Linked DNA regions of Bos taurus: region 2 is linked to region 1. Evidence: chromatin contacts called from public Hi-C data. All regions are on one chromosome and are shown on one strand. The core of a region is the stretch at or near the end of the contact, and the rest is flanking DNA. Distances in the headings are between cores, read along the strand shown.

Region 1 (4,258 bases), core at 856-3,355:
CTTTTCCAGGCCCCTGGACTTACAGTGACCAAAGGAGGCAAAGACCCCAAAGTCTGGAGCTGATTTCATAATGAGGGAGACAGATGGACAAGCAACCTCATATACAAGAGCGCAGAGGGTGATAAGAGCCTCAGAGAAAAGGAAGGAGAAGAGTGGGTGCCTGGAAAAGAGGGTGGTCCCCCGACTCCACAGGGTCAGGGAAGGTCTCTCTGGTGGGGCAAGAGACAGCTTAAGGTCGCAGAGGGAGCCTGGGTATCCCCGGGATCTCCTGCCAGTTCCCCTGGACCAGGCTCTGTGGGCATTTTAACAGCCAGAGGCAAGCCAATGATCCCCATTCTCTTTCACACCCTGAGTTCTGAGCCTCCTCCTCCCCTTAGTACTCCCCAACCACCCACCCCCTCCAGAGGCCCTTCTCACCCCATCAGGATTCTCCAACTCAAGACCGGTGGAAAAATCATCCCAACACCTTGTTCTCTTTGGCTGATGTGCCCAAGCTCAGGCCTACCTCCTCCTGAACACTTTGCCAGCAAAGGTCCGCCCAGTCAAAGCTATGGTTTTTCCAGTAGTCATGTATGGATGTGACAGTTGGACCATAAAGAAGGCTGAGGGCTGAAGAATTGATGCTTTCAAACTGTGGTGTTGGAGAAGACTCTTGAAGAGTCCCTTGGACTGCAGGGAGATCACACCAGTCAATCCTAAAGGAAATCAACCCTGAATAGTCACTGGAAGGACTGATGCAGAAGCTGAAGCTCCGATACTTTGGCCATCTGATGTGAAGATCTGACTCCCTGAAAAAGCCCCTGATGCTGGGAAAGACTGAGGGCAGGAGAAGCGGGTGGAGGAAGCCTGGCATGCTGCAGTCCACAGGGGTCACAGTGTCGGACACCTCTTAGGGACTAAACAACAACCTACTCCCTGGATTCTGAAGCCAGAGCCTCCCTTGGGTTTTTTCCTGGAGCCTCAGAATCCAGCCTCCTTCCCAGGATGTATTCTTAGACACAGGCGGGAAGCCAGTGTATGCTCCCCTTCCAATTCCCTTCTTGTCTGAATGACCCCTTCCAGAAACCAGCTCTGGGAAGAGATAGCAACAGAAGCACCCAGAGCCACTGTGGGGTCTCCACAAGCAAGAGACCAGGGTCAGGGAGGGGGCTGTGTTGGTGCACATGTGTCCACATATGTACACAGAGTGTGTGCATATGTGCACACATGCCTGGGTCTGTCTAGGAATGATGTGAGAAAGGGTGTATGCATGCAGGCAGGAGCAGAAAGAATCTACAAGAATAAAGGAGAAGAGGTGCGTGTTCACATAGAGAAAGAAATGTAAAGACTTGGCAAGAGGGAGGAAGAACAAGAGGCAAAGAAAGGAAATGCTAGCGGGGAGCAAAACACCAGGGTAAAGACAGTAAAGGGAGGCATAAGTATTAAAACTAAAAAATGCTGAGAAGATGGCATGGAAAAATAAGAGCCATCCAGGACGAACTGTGAGAGAGGCAAGACTGACACAAAATTTCAACTAGTAACATTCTCATTTTGTGCTTCTCTTTAAAGCCTTTAGTATTTCCCAGATCAAGGCTAACATAGCAGGTAAGGCACAAAGGCCACTGGCTGTAGTAACTAGGAAACCAGTGATGCAACATTTCTAAAGATGAAGTGTTCAGAAAGAAAAAAAGCTGTATAAAGGTAAATGTAGGTGCTGATTTCATAGTCTAGAAATTCAGTTGCTTTCACTACAGAATGCGAAAAGGAGAGGCCCTGGGGTAAGACCTCTGTGGTCTTACCGAGCTAAGATAGAGATCTCTGATGGTCTGGCCAAAATGCAGGCAAAACAAACCAAAACTGAACAGCAAAATAAGAAAGCGCCCACAAATAGATGCAAGCAGAGAGGCTGCAACTCACAAATGCACACCTAACCTCCCTGTGATGTTCAGGGTCTGCGGGTCTCAGCCCTTCAGCCCTGGAGACGGGGCAGCACCGTCCTTCCTGTCGTAACTGCTCCTTCTCACTCGGCCGTTTCCTCTGACTCGCATTTTCTGTTACCCTTCCTCTTGGATTCCTCTGACAATGACTCACAGGGCAATCAGCCAGTCAGCGGTCCCACAACCCTCCACAACAGACTCTGTGGAGAAGGCTGGCAGCTTGGTGGACCAGAGTCCGGACCGGTTTTTTCCTTTCTCTGTTCAGGGAGGATTTGCTTTTCAGCCACATTTCCCTCAAAACACAGCCCTGGGAGATGCTTACTGCACAGATTTCTAAACGATGAAATGATCTGAGTTTGGCGACGTGGTCATAACGAAACTAAAAACAGTAAGATGAAAAAACAATAGTGTGATCATCACACCTACAAAAAACAACTTTAAATTTGGGTGAAATCAAGAGATCAGAAAAAAAAAAAAGCTCAAACTAATATTTTCCAACCTTTCACTAACAGCTAGGGCTAAAAACCACATGTTTTGAAGGTCTTGCACTGTGTTATTATTAGAAGTCACAATTCTATTGATACTGATGAGTCATTTGTATCGGCGGAAACCAAGAACTTCCATCAACATCATGTTACACATAGTCACTGTGGCTTGGCTTTTTCTTTATTACTGGTCAAAGCTGCTTCAGAATGCTTATTGAAGCTAAAAAAAAAAATGGAGGCAAACTCCACAACCATGTGTAAAGCTTTCCTTTCTCTAACTGATCTCACTTTAATCATCTTTCTCAAGATAAGTTTAGGATGCTCTGATCAACTTGTATCTGCAAAAGGAAGTTTATTTATAAACCTCAAAAAAAGTAACATTTTCACTTTCCGATGAAAATAAGCAGAACTGAACTCCAAAAACAAACAGCGAAACCATTTCTGAAAACACATGCCAGGTTTAAAATGACCCGAGGTCAGGTTTGAGTTTTTTTTTTTTTTTTTTAACCTTAATAACATGCAACAGATACAAACAAAATCTGTCATTACTTAAGGACTTGAACCACATAAAACCAAGTGGGGCTAGCTGCTGAACACCTCCTGCCCACTGCCCCAGTCCCGGCACACACACTTCACTGACACGGGGAGAAGTGGGTCAGGTCTGGGTTACACCAGGAAAACCTCAGTTAACTGTTCAGAAGAGTTCCCTCTGGTGCTAAGGAGGAAGTAACAGCAGAGCCCCTTTCTCTTACTCTCATCCCCACTCCCCTCTCCCTATAAGGAGCACCAAAAAATTAAAAGGAAGGAAAAATCGATTTTCTTTGGGGGCTTCCCAGAAATACTGTGATGCTCACACAGTCACCAAGTTAGAAATATGCCCAATTTTCTACCCCGGGGAAACAAAAGCTGTGTCTGGTTGCTGGAGGGAGAAGGGAACCCAGCTCAGCAGCGACCACAGATCTGAAAATAGTCTCCCCGCAGCGAAATGGTCGAGGTGCTCTCCACGGCGGCGCTGGTGCTGTGGGCCGATCGCAGTGGGGCCAGCTGAGGGCTGTAACAGCTGCATGAGTCAGCACGCGCGGCTGGAAGGAAACTGCTGACATGCTAAATGGCTCTCGCAGACAGAAGGCGCACACACCTACCCGGCAAAAACAAAAACAAGGTACATGCAAATCGGCAAACAGGAACCTCTCTCCCCTCACAGCTCCTATTTGCCAAGGTTCAACCCCAAACAGACAGAGCAGAGATGCCGCTGCTCAAAAAGCAGTGCTGATAACTAATAATACTGAAGAGTGGTAATAAACAATTCACTCTCCGTGTTGTGATGTGGGAAACAGCTGCACTCAAATCTCACGAGCCAGTTCATTTTAACCAGTTTTTAACTGGATTTAACTGCTTTTCCTCCCTTCTGACAAAAATCAAAATAGTTGCCCGATCGACCACAAAAACTGGTAACAGACAAGCACAGTTCCTGTTTTTCAGAGGGGACTTACTTTCAAACCCACAATGTAGAGATGTTTAACACAAGTGGAAATTTAAAATTTATTGTTTGATGTGCTTAAACCTGTACACAAATTCGGATCCCATGAACATCCTGGTGTAATCACATCTCAGGCTGGCTCCTACATGACTTTTCACCTCCTTTCTCTCACTTAATACAGGACCCAAAACTCCAGAGGGAAACGGATTATTCGGAATTCAGAACACATCGTCCCACACAGAAACACCATGATGTTCAGGATATTCCATGAAGGTTGTCTCAAATTTAAAATTCAAGTCAGAGGTTACATTTGTAGTTTTAAAAGAGAAAATAATACTATAACAATAGTTCTAAAGCCAATTAAAAACTAAAGAAAA
Region 2 (4,258 bases), core at 515-3,014, 370 kb before region 1:
GTGGTTATCATTCCTGAGCTCTTAGAAGCAAACAGCATGGAAACAATGGAAAATGTATACACTGTCATGGCCACAGCGCTTTCGTAAGCAGGGCTCTACAATTAGTTGAAACCAACTCCCATTGAGCCTCAACTCAGTGAAGTAACAATTTATAGACAGACATCATCTGAGGAATCATCTAAAACACTTGAATTAAGAGAGCCCTGTACACCTTGGAGATGCTGGAAAGATGAAACAGTCGGTGTGATTTGTAGTTGCAGCAGCGTAAGGGAGACAGATATAGGGAGAGACCCTGGCGAGGCTACATCATTGAGATCTAGGAGTTAGAACTGGCTTTTAGTCCTTCCTGCCAGACTTGAGACTTCAGGCTGGTCACCATACTTTTCTGAGCCCCCGTTTCCTCATCTGCAAAATGGGGCATGCCTTTTAGCTGCACAGTGCTATTATATACCCATGAGGCACTATGGATTTTTGGAAAATAAAAAGGCCCATGCTCTCACATTTTCTTTTACAATGTGATGCTGACCTTCCTCTGTCAAAAGGTGGGATGCATGTTCCTGCCTTTTGACCAAAACAATGAAATGGGAGTAGTCCATGTAACTTCTGAGGTGACATCATAAGACCTGTACAGTATCTTCTTAGGCCTCTTAGATCAGGGCCAACCTAGGCCATGGACCAGCACCTCCTGACAGACCAGCGGCAGCATTTGATCAGAAATAAAAGGCACAATAAATGCAATGCGCTTGAATCATCCAGAAACCATCTTCCCCACAATCAGTCTGTGGAAAAATTATCTTCCACAAAATCAGTCCCTGGTGCCAAAAAGGTTGGGGACCGCTATCTAAGACTGTGCTCTCTTTAGGACACATTGTGGAGAGGCCCAGGTAGAGAGGAACTGAGGTCTCCAGCCAACAGCCAGCATCACCTCATCAGTCCCATGAATGAGCCACCTTGGATGAGGATCCTCCAGGCCCAGGCAAACCTCCAGAGGTTGCCTCCTGCCAACATCTGACTTAAACCCCACGAGATATTCTGAGCCAGGCATGCTCAGATGGGCCACTTCTGAATTCCAGACCCACAGAAACAATGAGAAATGTTAAATGATTGTTTGAAGCTACAAAGTTTTGGGGTGATTTGTTGCATGGGTGCGTGCTAAGTCTCTTTAGCTGTGTCCGACTCTTTGACCCTATAGACCATAGACCACCAGGCTTCTCTGTCCACGGGATTCTCCTGGCAAGAATACTGGAGAGGGTTGCCAAGCTCTCCTCCAGGGGTTCTTCCCCACCCAGGGACAGAAGCTACATCTCTTACATCTCCTGCGTTGGCAGGGAGGTTCTTTACCACTATGCCACCTGGGAAGCCCTGGGATGATTTGTTATGCAGCAACAAATAATTGATGCAGATACTGTTTTCAGCAAGAGTCTCACTTTCAAATTCTTGTAAATCAAGGAAAAGGTGAGCATCCTCCAAAGAATCCTTCTTTAGCATTTAGCAGAGAACCAACGTTCTCTCGAGCTTCCTCTGCACCAAGATAGAGAACACAGACCTGCACCTTCCAGTAGTCTGCCACTGCCCCCTTCAGGACTCCCTATGAGGCAGAGACTTCAGGAGTCAGCTCTGGTCCCGTCCAGAAGCTTCTGGAAGTGGAAGGTTGAGTGTTGCTTGGCCAAGACACAGTGTTTCCCAGCTCAGGGGCTGAGCGCCTGCTTAACACGAGCATCTGCTTTGGGTACACCAGCAGATGGAGCTATAAACCTAAACTTCGTTCAGGCACTAGCCCAGCGCTGTCCAATGCAAACAACGTGAGCTGCCAGTGGGATTGTTACGCCTTCTAGTAGCCACGTTAAAGGAAGTGAAAAGAAACAGGTGACACTAATTTTAATAATAGACCAAATAGAACCTAATGTAGCTAAAATATTATCAACAGTAATCAGCATAAAATTAATAAGACATTTCACTTTTGGGGGGATACCACATTTTCAAAACCCGAGGTGCATTTTATACTTGGGTGTGCCTCACCATTCAGACTAGCCTCATTTCCAGTGCTCAGTAGCCACATGCGGCGTGTGCCTCCTGTACTGGGCAGCATAGCTTTAGCAGACAGAACAAGTAGACTCGAGTGAACTTGGATAACCAGAGGAACAGACAGGCCATTCTGGGTTTAACTGATCAAAATCCTTTTGGTGAAGAAATAGCCCTTAGTTAGTATTCAGAACCTACAGGGTTATGTCTGGGTCATTCAGGGGAGTGAGAGGAAGATCTTTAATCCTGAGCTCAGGCTTTTGCTTTGGTTGCATCAGAGGCAGGCAGCCCCTGAGTGAGTCTGGACCCTGGCATTTGTGGTTACTTAATCCCCTGGCACAAAGGCAATCCTAGTAAATGATCGTTTGCCTTCCTGCGTCTCGGTGCGACGGCTCAGTCAGGTTTCTTCATAGCTCTAAGCCTGTGAGACGTGGCATTTGCTGAAGGCTCCCGATGGGTGCTCTGATTGAACTTCCATAGGGCAACCTCTGTTCCATGACAGCTGTCCAATGCTGGCTCAGGAGGGCAGAAATCACCACAGTGCGCATAACAGCACAGTTGGCTCAGCCCTGCTCCAGCCGCTAATGACGGGCGGTCAGCACAAACAGCTCCTTGTTATGGGCCCGGCAAAGGGCTTTGTCCACAGGCCGTGTTTGCACAGGGCTTATTATGATACGAAAGAATGTTTGATTTCTCTTTTATATGCCTTGGATAACAAACAGACTCAGATCCTGGACAGTACCTACACAACACAGAGGTCTGTCTGTTGGGCACAGGGATGTCCCCACACCAGGCAGCAGGCGTGTTTTCACAGCAGGCATGACAATGCTTTGGGCCTCACGGCGTCTCCCCCTCTGCTGACAACAAAGCGATTCTGCTGATGCTCTACATTTTCAGACAGAATATATACCTATGGCTCAGGCCACAGGGAAAGTCACAAGGCCTTCTATACCAAGGGCTACTGTATTTAACATTCTCTAGACAGCCTGTATAAAAAATAAACCACTATGGTAACAGCACCGAGGTTGACAGGAAAGAGGAAAAATCAACAATGCTGGTTTCAGAGTCCTTGAAGCAAAAGGCCATATAACTTTTCAGCAGAGCTGTTGCAACTCAAGCTGCTTTGCAGAGGTTGAAGGAAAATTGTCCACTATAGACTCTTCCATGTGAAAAAAATCCCCCCAGCCCCAACTACTCTGGTCTCTTTCTAAAGTGTGCTGCGACCCCCTCAAGCAAGGGAGGGATTACCCCAACTACCAAAGGGAAGCCCCTGACGTCGTTCTTGGAAAGGTGTGGCAGAAACCTTACCACAGCTATTTGCCAATTTCAGGGTAGGAAGTTCTAAACTGATGGGCATCTTCCCTGGAGATAAATGTCAGCCACAGACCCACTGAGGAGCTGGGAAAACGTTCCTTTCCCAGGCTGGAAGGCACCCACCTATTCCTCAAATGGGCTCAAAAGTCAGCTAAAGTGACTTGGCCTTGGACACTGAGAAGGCTGAGGCCCTCCTGCCTTTCTTTCGGCAAACTTTTCCAACTCAAATAGACCCAGTAGGGCTTCACATCTTATTTACTGTCCCTCCACCCACTGATTCCTTCAGGATTTCACTTCTCAGAGGTGACATAGTTTTCATTCCCCAGACCCTCATAAATAGTGAGGTGACGGGATGCAAAGTCCAGCGAACCAGCAGCATCACCTGTTAAGCGGCCAGCCTGCAGCTACATTCAGTGATCAGTCATGCATGAGGCTCAGCACAGAGGCACAGAAAGCTGACCAGGCTGTTTAGAAGGGTGAGGGCCCAAGGGGTCCAGGAAGCCCATGGTCTCTTTAGACAGGTGGTGCCCCAGCTTTGGATCTCAGTGGAGACTCACTCTCAGTGTCAGGGGCATCTTGGCTTGTCTCATCCTCTAAGGACCACGGTGGAGGATGTTTTCACCCGGGACTCACTCTGGGCTGGGTCAGTATTAACCAGAGGAGGGGATTTCACTCCTGGGGGCTCCAGCTCTGGAGCCAATGGTGAAATGAGTGGCCCCTGCGGTGCAGATAACCTCTGGCCCCAAGGGCTGACAAAAAGTGGGAAGAGGCTCTGACATTTGGACAGTGAATGAAGCTTAAATATTCCTCCTCAGGGGCCTGACCACGGGATGCTGCCAGCTAGACCCCAGGGGCTGGCGCTTCTTTCTCACCAGACAGAAATCAGCTGTTCCCTTTCTCTCTCCTGCCAACACCTACCCTG

Evidence for each region. Hi-C and Micro-C count contacts between places; a contact is called where the count stands out from the background.
Region 2: a contact with region 1 is called in a Hi-C map of skeletal muscle, with 9 times the contacts expected there. The contact joins two enhancer-like sites. A contact is called at or near these places in 3 of 11 Hi-C or Micro-C datasets (blood, liver and skeletal muscle).

What each region holds. Positions count from the first base shown.
Region 1 is chr9:59,962,243-59,966,500 of ARS-UCD2.0, reverse strand. The region is part of intron 1 of BACH2 (BTB domain and CNC homolog 2); the gene reads right to left. Among named protein-coding and RNA genes, the nearest start is that of BACH2, 12 kb to the right of the region's middle. Within about 2 kb of position 2,105, at least 71 of the 102 cell types and tissues checked have an H3K27ac peak or open chromatin away from gene starts, as enhancers often do. A contact at or near this core is called in liver and skeletal muscle, where this site is marked.
Region 2 is chr9:60,328,492-60,332,749 of ARS-UCD2.0, reverse strand. All of the region lies in intron 6 of BACH2 (BTB domain and CNC homolog 2), which reads right to left. Among named protein-coding and RNA genes, the nearest start is that of GJA10, 38 kb to the left of the region's middle. Within about 2 kb of position 1,764, at least 20 of the 102 cell types and tissues checked have an H3K27ac peak or open chromatin away from gene starts, as enhancers often do. A contact at or near this core is called in liver and skeletal muscle, where this site is marked.